Regions from separate parts of the Mus musculus genome. Here all the other regions are linked to region 1. The links are chromatin contacts, called in public Hi-C and HiChIP or PLAC-seq maps. All regions are on one chromosome and are shown on one strand. Each heading gives the region's core, a stretch centred on a gene start, on an enhancer-like site or on the middle of the called end of the contact. The rest is flanking DNA. Distances are from core to core; before and after follow the strand shown.

Region 1 (3,566 bases), core at 409-2,908:
CAGGAGGCAGAAGAATCCAAAGGTGTGGTGTCAGGCTGTAGTCTCAGAGATTAGCTCTTCATGGTACTGGAGTGAAACTAAGCTGGTGACTTCAGAGGAGAGAAGGACAGGAAATAAAGCAAACCCTGCCCTCTGCATGCCCTCCCTCCTCCATCCTCCTTTCAGGAACAGGAGATTCTCTTGGGAGTCGTCAGTTCCTCCCACCTAACCACCTCACTGCTCACTTCCAATCCAACAAACAGCATTCTCTGGGCACTTTGGTTCTCTCTTCATCTCCCACTCCAGCCCCAGACCCTACATACCAAGGTGTCCATGAAGCGAGGCACACTATCCAAGAGCAGAGCTTTCAACTCCTCCAGGGACAAGGTCTCCTTGTCCCCTTCCCGGGCAGCATAGTGATGGAAGCAGTGTATGATTTGGAAGAGGGAGTCCTCCACTGGTGTGTCTGGCATGACTGATGGACCCTTCAGGGTACAGGCAGATCTGCAGAGCAGAGGAGGAGGCTCTGGGACAGCGGAGAGTCTGTAAGGAGGAAGAAGAATCAGGTCTGCTAACTGGAGGGATTCTTCCTCCTGGAGACATCTCCCCCCACCCCGCGCGCCCACCCACCCACCCACTTCCCTGTGCTGCATCAGAAAGAGGCCTCCTTGGACCCCTGCTGGTCCCATGTGAATTTGGTTCAGTAGCTCTGCCCGCAACAAGCTTTCCTGCCTGAACTAAGAGTGAGTCCCTTCACTGGAACTGAGGGCCTTCCTGGGTCCAGGAGTGGTCTCCTCGTTGCTAATAGTCAAGATCTGAACAAACTAAAGATGGTTTGAAGCAAGGCACTGTTTTGGTTGTGTACAATGACGATGTGGAAATCCTCAAAGAGGCAAGATCCCTTCCCCTACAATAAACTACTTGATGGGACCAGCAGAACATTAAGGTAATTATACTGCGCAGGAGAATCAGACTGGGCATTGTGCTGTTCGTGCGTTTTCTCACTGGAATATACAGACAGACAGCACAGCCATTGGCACCTTTGTCCCCACCACTGACATGTTATCTTCTCTAGGCGTTGACACACACACCCCAGCATAAGTCTATGCTCTTGTGAGCCCTATCCTGTGGCCTACTCACAACTCTATGCACTGTCCATCTGATGCCCATGGCCACTCACTCCATAGAGGTGATAGGAAGTAACAGCCTTCCCTAAACCCTGTGCAAACAACAATCATATCAACCATACATTCCGCTTCTTCTGGACCAGATAGATGATAGGCAAAGTATCAAACCTCATCCCATTTAATCCTCACAGGACCCTGAGGAGTTGATCATCATGACCCTATTCTCCTGGAGGGACAATGAAATCCAAAGAGGCTAGGGAATTTACCAAAATTACACAGCTGCTACACCTAGAATTGGCCTTGAATTCTTGTATTTGTGGACAAGCCCAAAGACACGCTTGTCCTCTGGGATTTTAAACCACTTTGAGGCCACAGTTCTGTTGTTGGAGCACTTGTTCATACTGTGCATGTTCTCCATAACATACAAGCTAAGGGTCTCTGTTCTCTAAGAGCTGCACATACCCAGCACAGCCCATACCACCCCCTGAGATCGTCTTGAAGGAGACACTGACCTGTTGCTCTTGGTGCAGGGCTGCTCAGCATCCACAGCCTGGCCTCTGTACAATCCTGGAAATCAGACAAAAGGCAGACTTCTGAGGAGGGGAACTTCTACCATGCTAGACATCCTGCCCATTCCCTGCCCACCCATTTATGACAGCCAGTGAGTGGCTTTCCACGGGTTCTTCTACAGCAGGACCAAACCTTAACTGCATTCCTGGAATGACATCGTCATACTCCTGGCTTTAGGGACCCACCTCCAGGACCTGAAAAACCTAAGAATCACCAAGGCTTCATTATACATCCACTGCCTCCAATCAGAGCTCACCATCCCACCCCACCTCCTAGCCCCAGGGACATCCTTAAAAACAGCTTCCTTGGACACCCTCCCTCAATTAGTGAACCTCTGAAGTCCACAGTAATGAATCACATTCATCCACTCAATCAACAAATATTTCATGAGTATTTTCAGCATGTCAGGCCCTCTACTAGGCAACATGAATAAGACACTTGGCCAGCTTGCTCACAGGATGGGGTTGAAGAACAGGGCTGACAGTTATACATGGACACCATGTGCCCTAGGCAAGTATAGGACAATCAGGGTACCCATCAAGGGCCACCTCCTCCCAGAAAAAAATAATTGGGGAAGACAACTTAGGGAGGTGTTATTTGAGCAGTGTCTTGAAAATAAATGTTGAGTTGCTCTGGAGAATAGAGTAGCTCTTGGCAGAGGGGACTGTGCAAGCAAAGGCTTGGAGGGATGGAACAGTACGGCCTGCTCTAGACATGGAGTTGACATGGTACACATGCATGCTTAAAAGGGCAAAGCTCTGGGTAGCAAACACATGAAAGGTAAAGGCTCTGTGCACCTAGCCAATGCGGAACCTTGACTTTCTAAGTTTAAAGAGCTAAGATATTGCTTTAGTAGACTGGATGGTGTGTGGAGGTCAAGACCTACTCTCTCTCTCTCTCTCTCTCTCTCTCACACACACACACACACACACACACACACACACACACACACACACAGTGCTAGGATCAGTTTAGACCATTAGGAAATAACGAACTGCAACCTAGAACTAACTCTTAGTAGACCATAACTCTTAGTCCAGACCTGTACATCTGGTCTCTACACAAATGCCACTTAACTATGAAGGGAAAATTAACTCTCCTTCTTCATCTCACCCCAGTACAAGCCTTCTCTCAGTGGCAGCTTCTGTCTGACCATCTCAGCCCAAGTAGCACACAGGACCGCGCAGGCTGATGAGTGTATCTCCCAGAAGGTGGCGCCAAAGATCAAGCAACTGATTGAGAGTCTTCTCTGCATCCCAGAAAGTTCCCCAGAAATTGAAGGTACAGAGTAAGTGTACTAGAGTCCCAGGGCTCAGTCCCAGCACCACAACAACCATAGCATAAAGACACACTTAATAATAGCAAATACTTAACCTAGTACCTTTTCCAGTTTGCATTCCTCTAACGACACAATTTCCTCAACAGACAAGTGGCTTATCAAACCCCTATTGTCTTTCTATGCTAAAAATATGGCTCAATTTTCTCAACTATTTGGAAATGCCAAGCTAGAACCCTAAAAAACTTTATTAAATATCTTTGATTTGTCCATCATTCACTGGTAATTTATCTCAAGAAATAGACTAGCTAACGGTTTTAAGCAATAATTAAGAAAATACTCAAAAAGAAAGAAAATATTCACCACTGTAATGTCTATAATTTAGATGCACAGGTAAATCATGTAATTAACACTTTCAGTATTTATACAAATACTCTATAGTATTTTGTATTTCACCTCTAGTTATCACATGTGGAATGAAGATCCAATAACTAGCTGCTTGCCAGATGCCAGCACCTCTTCCTGACTTGTCTCCCTCCCTGGTCACAACCCACCTCCTCCAGGGACTCTCTGCACCTCCTCCTGGCCTCTCTCTTTATGATCACACCTCACTT
Region 2 (3,566 bases), core at 359-2,858, 430 kb after region 1:
AAAAGGTAAGGAAGAAGAAATGAAGGGGGAGGGGTGTGTGGGGGAGGGTTGGGGTCAAAGGGCAATCTGGCTGGGGACTGGGCAGCTCACTCACCACACTTGCAGTTTGATCCTCTTCCCCTCTATGTCCACGGTTCGGATCTTGAAATCAATTCCTGGGGTGAAGGGTGTGAAGACAGGTAAGCATGTGTGGAAAGTATGGTGGGGGAGAGTGGGGGCTGCACCAGTAACTGCTGGTACTCAGGTACTCGAGGTAGTGACCTTGCTGGATGTGTAGCCAGGAGGGAGAGCTTTTCCACAGCTTTATTCCTATGGTAAGCATACTGTGTCTCCTCAGATTTCATGACGTTTTGGAGAAAAGCTATGAAACTCTTCAGCTGGGTTAAAAGCATGCCATCTGACAACTTTCCCTTCCATCTCTACCTCACCTTCCCATCCCTCTTCCCCCTCCTCCCCCAAAATACACTACTGGTCCTCCACCGCCCTGCTAGCCCTTAAGGGTAGAGAGGAATGAGAGGGCAGCTGATTGAGCCTATGTGAATTAACTAGTGAGCTAAGCTTGGAAGTGGGGGGGGGGGGGGGGGAAGAAGCTCTCTAAGAATCCTCTGGAGAATTAGGAGAGGGAGGGAGGAAGAGAGGGAGGGAGGAAGAGAGGGAGGGAGGGAGAGAGAGAGAAAGTTTCCTTTTTGTCACTAGAGGAGATAAGATTCTCAGTCAAGAGATGAAGAAAGATAAAGAGGGGAGGGGAGGGGGAAAGGAGATTCTTCTTACTGGAAGTCTCCCAGCCACTTAGGAGGCTCCAGAGAGAAGGATGGTGCAGAAGCTTACTCAGAGACCCCAAAGTCCCCTGGCATCCACCATCCTCACTCCCACAGCACACCCAGCCACACTCTGCAGTACCTTGCTGAGGGTAGGGAGGCTAAAAAGATGATTTGAAGGTGGGGCAGATCCTGCGGGAAGTTTGAAGCCAGTAGGTCAGTAAGAGGCCAACACAATTGGGAAGCAGGGAAAAGAGAAATTGTGAAGAGTGGATCTAGAGCGTCTAGGTGCAGTGATGGGGTAAAGAAGGAAGCAGATGGAAATGACGATAACCTGTGTGGATTTGGAGAGACTAGGGAGACAGTACCAAGAGACGGAGTGGGTGGCAGCAACTGGGACTATCTGGAAACCTCAAAAAGGTTTGAGGTTTTGAGTGTTATTCAGGGACATTATGGAGGATGGGTCTGGGGCAGGGGTCGACAGACTGGAAATTAGTGTTTTTCTCTAAGGGGATCAAAAAAGTAGGTTCCTTAGTCTTTCAGGAGCCGGTGTATGAGGGTGGGCGGGGGTGGGGTGGGTCTGGGGTCTGGGATACAGCCTGTGGGCTCACCGATGGTAGAGATGTAAGTGCTGTTGAAGTTGTCCTCTGCAAAGCGAATGATCAGACAAGTCTTGCCCACCCCCGAGTCCCCGATGAGCAGCAACTTGAAGAGGTGGTCGTAGGCTTTGGCCATGGCGGACACTGGGGGCGCCGGGGGAGGGGTCGGGAAGAGCCAACACTGGTAGGCGGGATCCGAGGGTTGGCAGGCAGAAACCGCCGGAGTCCCAGCCAGGAAGTTTTCCTCCCTCTCCGCCCAGGCCCCGGGAAAAGAAGAGAGGCGGCCCTGCTCTCGGCTCCACCCCTCTTCGCCAGTGGAGAGGCCTGTCCAGCTCCAGCAGTCCGGGCGCTGCCTCCCCAGCCTCGGAGGGCCAGTTTCCCTAGCCCTTCCCATTGCCTTTGGCTAGCTGTCTTTCCTCTCTTTTGACCGAATTGGAAAGAATTTCAAAGAGATTAGGGGAAGAGGGAAAGAATTTTACCAATGGTGAAGATAGGGGTGGTAACTGGAAATTGGTAAAAAGCTGAGGCGCTATTCAAAGGCTTTTGAGTTTATGATAAATGTCCTAGGATTTTCTGTCAACAATGCATTACTTAAGACTACGAATCCCAATTCCCTTTGAAAAGAAGCGGGTTAGGAGGTTAGTATGGTGGATCAATCTGCCCCCTGGTGGAGCACAGTGAAGAACTAAAACGATAAAAATCAGCCTCATCAATTACACTCAAAACACACAGAGCCGAGTCACAATCTGGAGCGAGCCTTGAATTCAGTAGCACAACCTGCACCCCAAGGCCTGGTAATCCTATTGCCTCTACCCCTCAAGTATGAAGATTAGTACTGTGGAGCCACCATGCCCAGCTTTTCATCTTTATTTACTTACTTTCTTTATAGCGAGTGTTTTGCCTACATGTGTTTATTCACTATATGACTAGCATGCCTGCAGAGGCTACAAGACAGCAACGATCCCCTGAAACTGGAGTGTCTAGAGGTGCTGTCATGTGCCTGCTGGGAACTGAACCCAGATCCACTACAAGAGCAGCCAGCTCTTATCATCTTTCCAGTCCCGTTAGAAAAAGAAAGAGCCGGGCGTGGTGGCGCATGCCTTTAATCCCAGCACTTGGGAGGCAGAGGCAGAGGCAGGCCGATTTCTGAGTTTGAGGCCAGCCTGGTTTACAAAGTGAGTTCCAGGACAGCCAGGGCTATACAGAGAAACCCTGTCTCGAAAAAAACAAAAAAAAAAAAAAAAAAAAAAAAAAAGGAAAAAGGAAAAGGCTTTTCTAACAGATGAGTCCTGGCTGTGGGAAAGTGTCTTTATTTGTTTGTTTGTTTGTTTTTAAAGATTTATTTATTTATTATATGTAAGTACACTGTAGCTGTCTTCAGACACTCCAGAAGAGGGAGTCAGATCTCCTTATGGATGGTTGTGAACCACCATGTGGTTGCTGGGATTTGAACTCAGGACCTTTGGAAGAACAGTTGGGTGCTCTTACCCGCTGAGGCATCTCACCAGCCCTTTATTTGTTACATTATGTTTGCCATAATCTATGTTTCCATTTGTCCTCTCACAAATACAATGTATCAGTTACTCCCCCCCCCCCCAACACACACACACAAAATACTTGACAAAACAACTTATGAGAGAGGCTTACAGAAGGCAGTTCTGTCATGACAGGAGGAGCATGGGGCATCTGGTCGCTTTCCATCCAAACTCAAGGAGAGAGACGAATGCTGGTGCTCACCTCACTCTCCTTTTTTATTCGGGAGAGTGAATGGTGGTCCTCATTGTCAGGTAGGCTTTTCCCACCTCAAATAATCCAATCTAGAACTTTCCTCCAGACATGGCCAGCCATTGGATACCTAGGTGATGCTAGATCCTGTCAAGTTGACAATCCATATTAACTACCACACACAAATAACTATTCAGTTTATTTTATTAATTAATTAATTCATTACATTTATTTGTATGTGTACACACACATAATGTTGTGTTTTATAAAAAGAAAGAGACCAGAGATATGTTTTGTGGAGACGCAGTAAGGTGTGGGTGGAGGGGAGTACCTCTGCCAGCCCATGCTGAGGCATCCCTTCCCCCTGAGGTACCAGCCACACCATGCGATGGTATAGTATAGAACAGAGTTTATTCAGGGTATTGGGAGGGAGCTTAAGGGGAGAGAGAGAGAGAGAGAGAGAGAGAGAGAGAGAGAGAGAGAG
Region 3 (3,566 bases), core at 482-2,981, 360 kb after region 1:
AAGAAATCACTCAACTCTCAAACAGGATAATCAACAACTTACAGACACTAATACAGAGGCCAAAAAACTTCAGTCATGGCTGTAGTAAAGATAAGATGGTTGGAGGACAGAGGTGGAAGGGGAAGATTTCTTCTTATTTTCATCTGTGCCACATTCATCTGTTGTCTATTTAAATTATAATTTCTGGAAAAGGAACGGCTCCAAAAAACTACAAAAGCTCTTCTCCAATCCACATGGATCAAAAACCTACTTTTACTCCAACTTCAAGCACTATTTCAAATCTTGCTGGGTAGGCATGAAAACACTGCCTCTCTTTGCTAAAAGATGATTTAATTTATATTATTCCCACCTCTGAAGCACACACACAAAAGCCCTTCAAGTAACTACCAGATGAGAACACTGGTTCTCTCCAGAAGAGAACAGGGAAACACTGCTAACTTCAGCATCCACATGCTACCTACCCACCAGTAAAGCCGCCACCTCCATCTCAGGACCAGTCCTTACGAAGGAACATCTTATGCTTAGAGTGAATCTGGTGCTGGGGATGAACTCAAAGAGGGCACCATACCTTTATAGAGCGGGGAAGCTGTCCGGGACAGCGATTAACACCTAAATCTCTTCATTCACAGGAGTAACTAGCTCCTTCAGGTAACTGAGCCCAAGGAGGCAAAAAGTACTCTAAGTCCCGACTTGGTCCGGAAGAGTAAGTTCTAGTTCCATCAACCCTCAAGAAGTGAACTGGGAAACAGATCCAGCGAATCCCAGAAGCCCAGCTGAGAAAATGGGTGGTTTAGTTGCTACACGAGGTAAGTAACCCACGCAAGTCAAGACAATTCCCTTTTCTTACGGAGGGCAAGGGAACGATGGACGACGAAATAAAGGGGTAAGGTTCTGCACTCCTGAGCCTGTCCCCCCCCCCAATAAAGATAATTATCCAGTGCTTCCTCCACCCTTAAGGATCCCCTTTTCGTCCTATCCGCCGTCAAACATAGGACTCAGTGCAGGGAGCGGCCCCCGCACCCCGAGGGCACTACTGGGGGCGGAGAGTTAAAAACACGGAGAGGAGGACGCTCCGGAGAAGAGGGGAGCATGGCGGGCATGAGGTACTGAGTGAAAAGGGGGATGGCGAGGGAAACGGGGAGCGAGGGAGGGGAGAAAGAGTAAAAAGCGAAGACACGAAGGGACACCAGCCGGGTCGCGCGAGGCCTAAGTGAAAGACCAGGGCGCGCGCGCGGGGGGGAGGGGAAGAGGTGAAGGGGAGCGCGAGGCGGGGGCGCGCGGGCCGGGCTGGGGGAGGGGACGCCAGGCGGGGGCGCGCGGGCGGGCGTCGGCTCGCGGGCGCTTCCCCTCCCCCCGCCCTCCACCTTTCCCCTCCCCCACCGCCGCCTTCTCGCAGCCTCGCTCCCTCCGTCGCTCCTCACCGCCCCCGGGCGGGCTGGCGGGCTGGCGGGCTGGCGGCCAGGCTGGCCTAGGCCAGAGCTCCTCACCTGGCAGCGGCGGCGGAACTCCCGACCAGGTCGCTTCCTCAGGCGGCTGTGAAGGCGTCGAAAAAGGAGGCGGCGACGGCACAGTGGGATCCAGACCCCACTGGCGGGTCCGGGAGCGGGGGTGGGGGAGGGGGCGGGCCGGGTCGGGGAGGGCGGGCGGGCGGAGCAGACACTGCGGTACAGACAGGGGCAGCAGCGGCGGCGGCGGCTGCACCGGCGGCGGCGGCACCACACAAACAAGGACGCTGATTGGGCAGCTGCCAAGCGCCTTGACTCCGCCTTAACCACACGCCACGACGGCCATTGGAGGAACTTAGCCGGCTACCCGCCCTCCTCTTCTTGCTCCTACCAATTGAAAGCGGGATACCAAGACTTCACCCCACCCTTGAGGAATGGGTGGCTGGAGAAGTAGTGATTGGCGTTAAGAAAATCCAATCATAAATGGAGAAGGGGGATGGTCTAGCGGGGGCGCGTTAATGGGTACCTCGGCCAGTCCCAGACACATCCGGGTCTTCGACAGCCCATTAAGTGTCGGGGGTCAAAAAATCGCTTCAGGCTGCAGCTTTACCTTGTAGACGTTTTGGTCCCCTGGCAGCCGCCGTACCACCTAGTCTCTTAAAACCGGGATTCTCCTTTGACAGGCTCTCATTCTTTCTCGTCTAAAGATGGAGACCGGGAACGGCGCTGGGCTCTGTGTTTGGGTGGGTGGTGTTTCATCGCGACAGAATCCATGAATTTAAGGACAGGACTAGCTTTAGGAGCTCTGGCCTTGTCTTTCTGGGGTGTGGCCTGCCCCGTTCTGCCCAAGGCCTTGGGACTCGTGTGTTAATTTACTTCTGACCGGTCCTTTCCTGGTTGTACCGTAACAGCACAAAGAAAAAACAAACAATTAGCTAAATGTACTGAATTTATGGTGTATACTCTGGGATCTGGTCTTTTTCTGTTCACAGTGAGGATACAGCTTCCCACCCCACCCTATTGCACTAGCTAAGTCAAGGCCCGGGTTCTTTTGCTAGCCTGGCTATCTCCTACTTCCTCCAAGAGGTTAGACCCGCCTACATTCTACGTTTCTAGAACACCATGAATATTCTTTCTGAGCGCCCTAGAAATGAGAACTAATTATCACAAAAATAAACACATTGAAAGAATAATAACTTTTTGGGGGAACAAGAACAATGAATTCTTACTCTCTGTGAGGCAAGTACTGGCCATCCTATCTTACAGATGAGGACAATAAGGTATCGATTAAAAGACAAAGTTACACATGTGACAGACTTGAGATTTTAACCCATGTGTACTAAGGAACAGGGTCAGATTAAGCAACTTGCCAAAGGTAGACAGCAACTGAGCAATGATTAAAAGTCAGATCTAACTAGTGCCAGAGACAGTAGAGAAGACATTTTTTCAAATCACTATGGAAATAAAATTGTAAGCCTGACATGATGGTGCACAAATGTAACTTCACCACTGGGATGCTGAGGTCACAGGTTAGCCAAGGCTAGATATGAAGATGTTTCAGATTCCTTTAAAGGGGGGCTGAAGAGATGGTTCAATAGTTAAGCACTTGTTGCTCCTCAGAGGACCCAGGTACCTATCTGTAATTCCAGTTCAAGGGCTCCATAGCACCCCTCTGACTTCCCTGAGCACCAGGGGCTCCTACAGTGCATACACATTCATGCAAGGAAAACACAGTTTGTAAATACCTAAAAATTAATTTGTTAAGAGTTGACCTAGAGATGGCACACGCCTTTAATCCCAGCACTCGGGAGGCAGAGGCAGGCAGATTTCTGAGTTTGAGGCAAGCCTGGTCTACAAAGTGAGTTCAGGACAGCCAGGACTATACAGAGAAACCCTGTCTCAAAAAACACACAAACAAAAAAACAAAAAACAAGAGTTGTCCTAGAATACTAGTTAGCATGTTCAAAACCCAATACTGCAAATTATATAAATAAAGTTAATTATGATGGAGAGCTGGACATGACAGTGCATGCCTTTAATCCCAACACTTGGGAGGCAGAGGAAGGTGAATCTCTGAGTTCGAGGCCAGCCTGATCTACAGAGTGAGTTCCAAGTCAGCCA

What was found. Hi-C and Micro-C count contacts between places; a contact is called where the count stands out from the background. HiChIP or PLAC-seq counts read pairs in DNA pulled down with a chosen protein or histone mark.
Region 2: a contact with region 1 is called in a Hi-C map of B cells, with 3 times the contacts expected there. The contact joins the promoter of Rab13 here to the promoter of S100a7a in region 1. A contact is called at or near these places in 5 of 39 promoter capture datasets (the C10 cell line, the HPC-7 cell line, cranial neural crest and 2 more), 2 of 15 datasets of contacts at CTCF or cohesin (large pre-B cells and pro-B cells), 6 of 484 Hi-C or Micro-C datasets (B cells, the G1E-ER4 cell line, the N1E-115 cell line and 2 more), 2 of 115 datasets of contacts at active chromatin or transcription factors (the 230-238 cell line and bone marrow-derived macrophages) and 1 of 9 other capture datasets (liver).
Region 3: a contact with region 1 is called in an H3K4me3 HiChIP or PLAC-seq map of pro-B cells, with 2.2 times the contacts expected there. The contact joins the promoter of Gatad2b here to the promoter of S100a7a in region 1. A contact is called at or near these places in 2 of 39 promoter capture datasets (the C10 cell line and cranial neural crest), 2 of 115 datasets of contacts at active chromatin or transcription factors (large pre-B cells and pro-B cells) and 1 of 9 other capture datasets (adipose tissue).

The regions. Positions count from the first base shown.
Region 1 is chr3:90,652,394-90,655,959 of GRCm38.p6, reverse strand. S100a7a (S100 calcium binding protein A7A) reads right to left here and starts at 1,658. Exons shown (of 3, transcript NM_199422.1): 1 at 1,619-1,658; 2 at 303-522. The coding sequence starts at 452.
Region 2 is chr3:90,218,826-90,222,391 of GRCm38.p6, reverse strand. It overlaps Rab13 (RAB13, member RAS oncogene family), which reads right to left and starts at 1,608. Exons shown (of 8, transcript NM_026677.4): 1 at 1,370-1,608; 2 at 95-155. The coding sequence starts at 1,493.
Region 3 is chr3:90,291,346-90,294,911 of GRCm38.p6, reverse strand. Gatad2b (GATA zinc finger domain containing 2B) reads right to left here and starts at 1,731. Exons shown (of 11, transcript NM_139304.3): 1 at 1,488-1,731.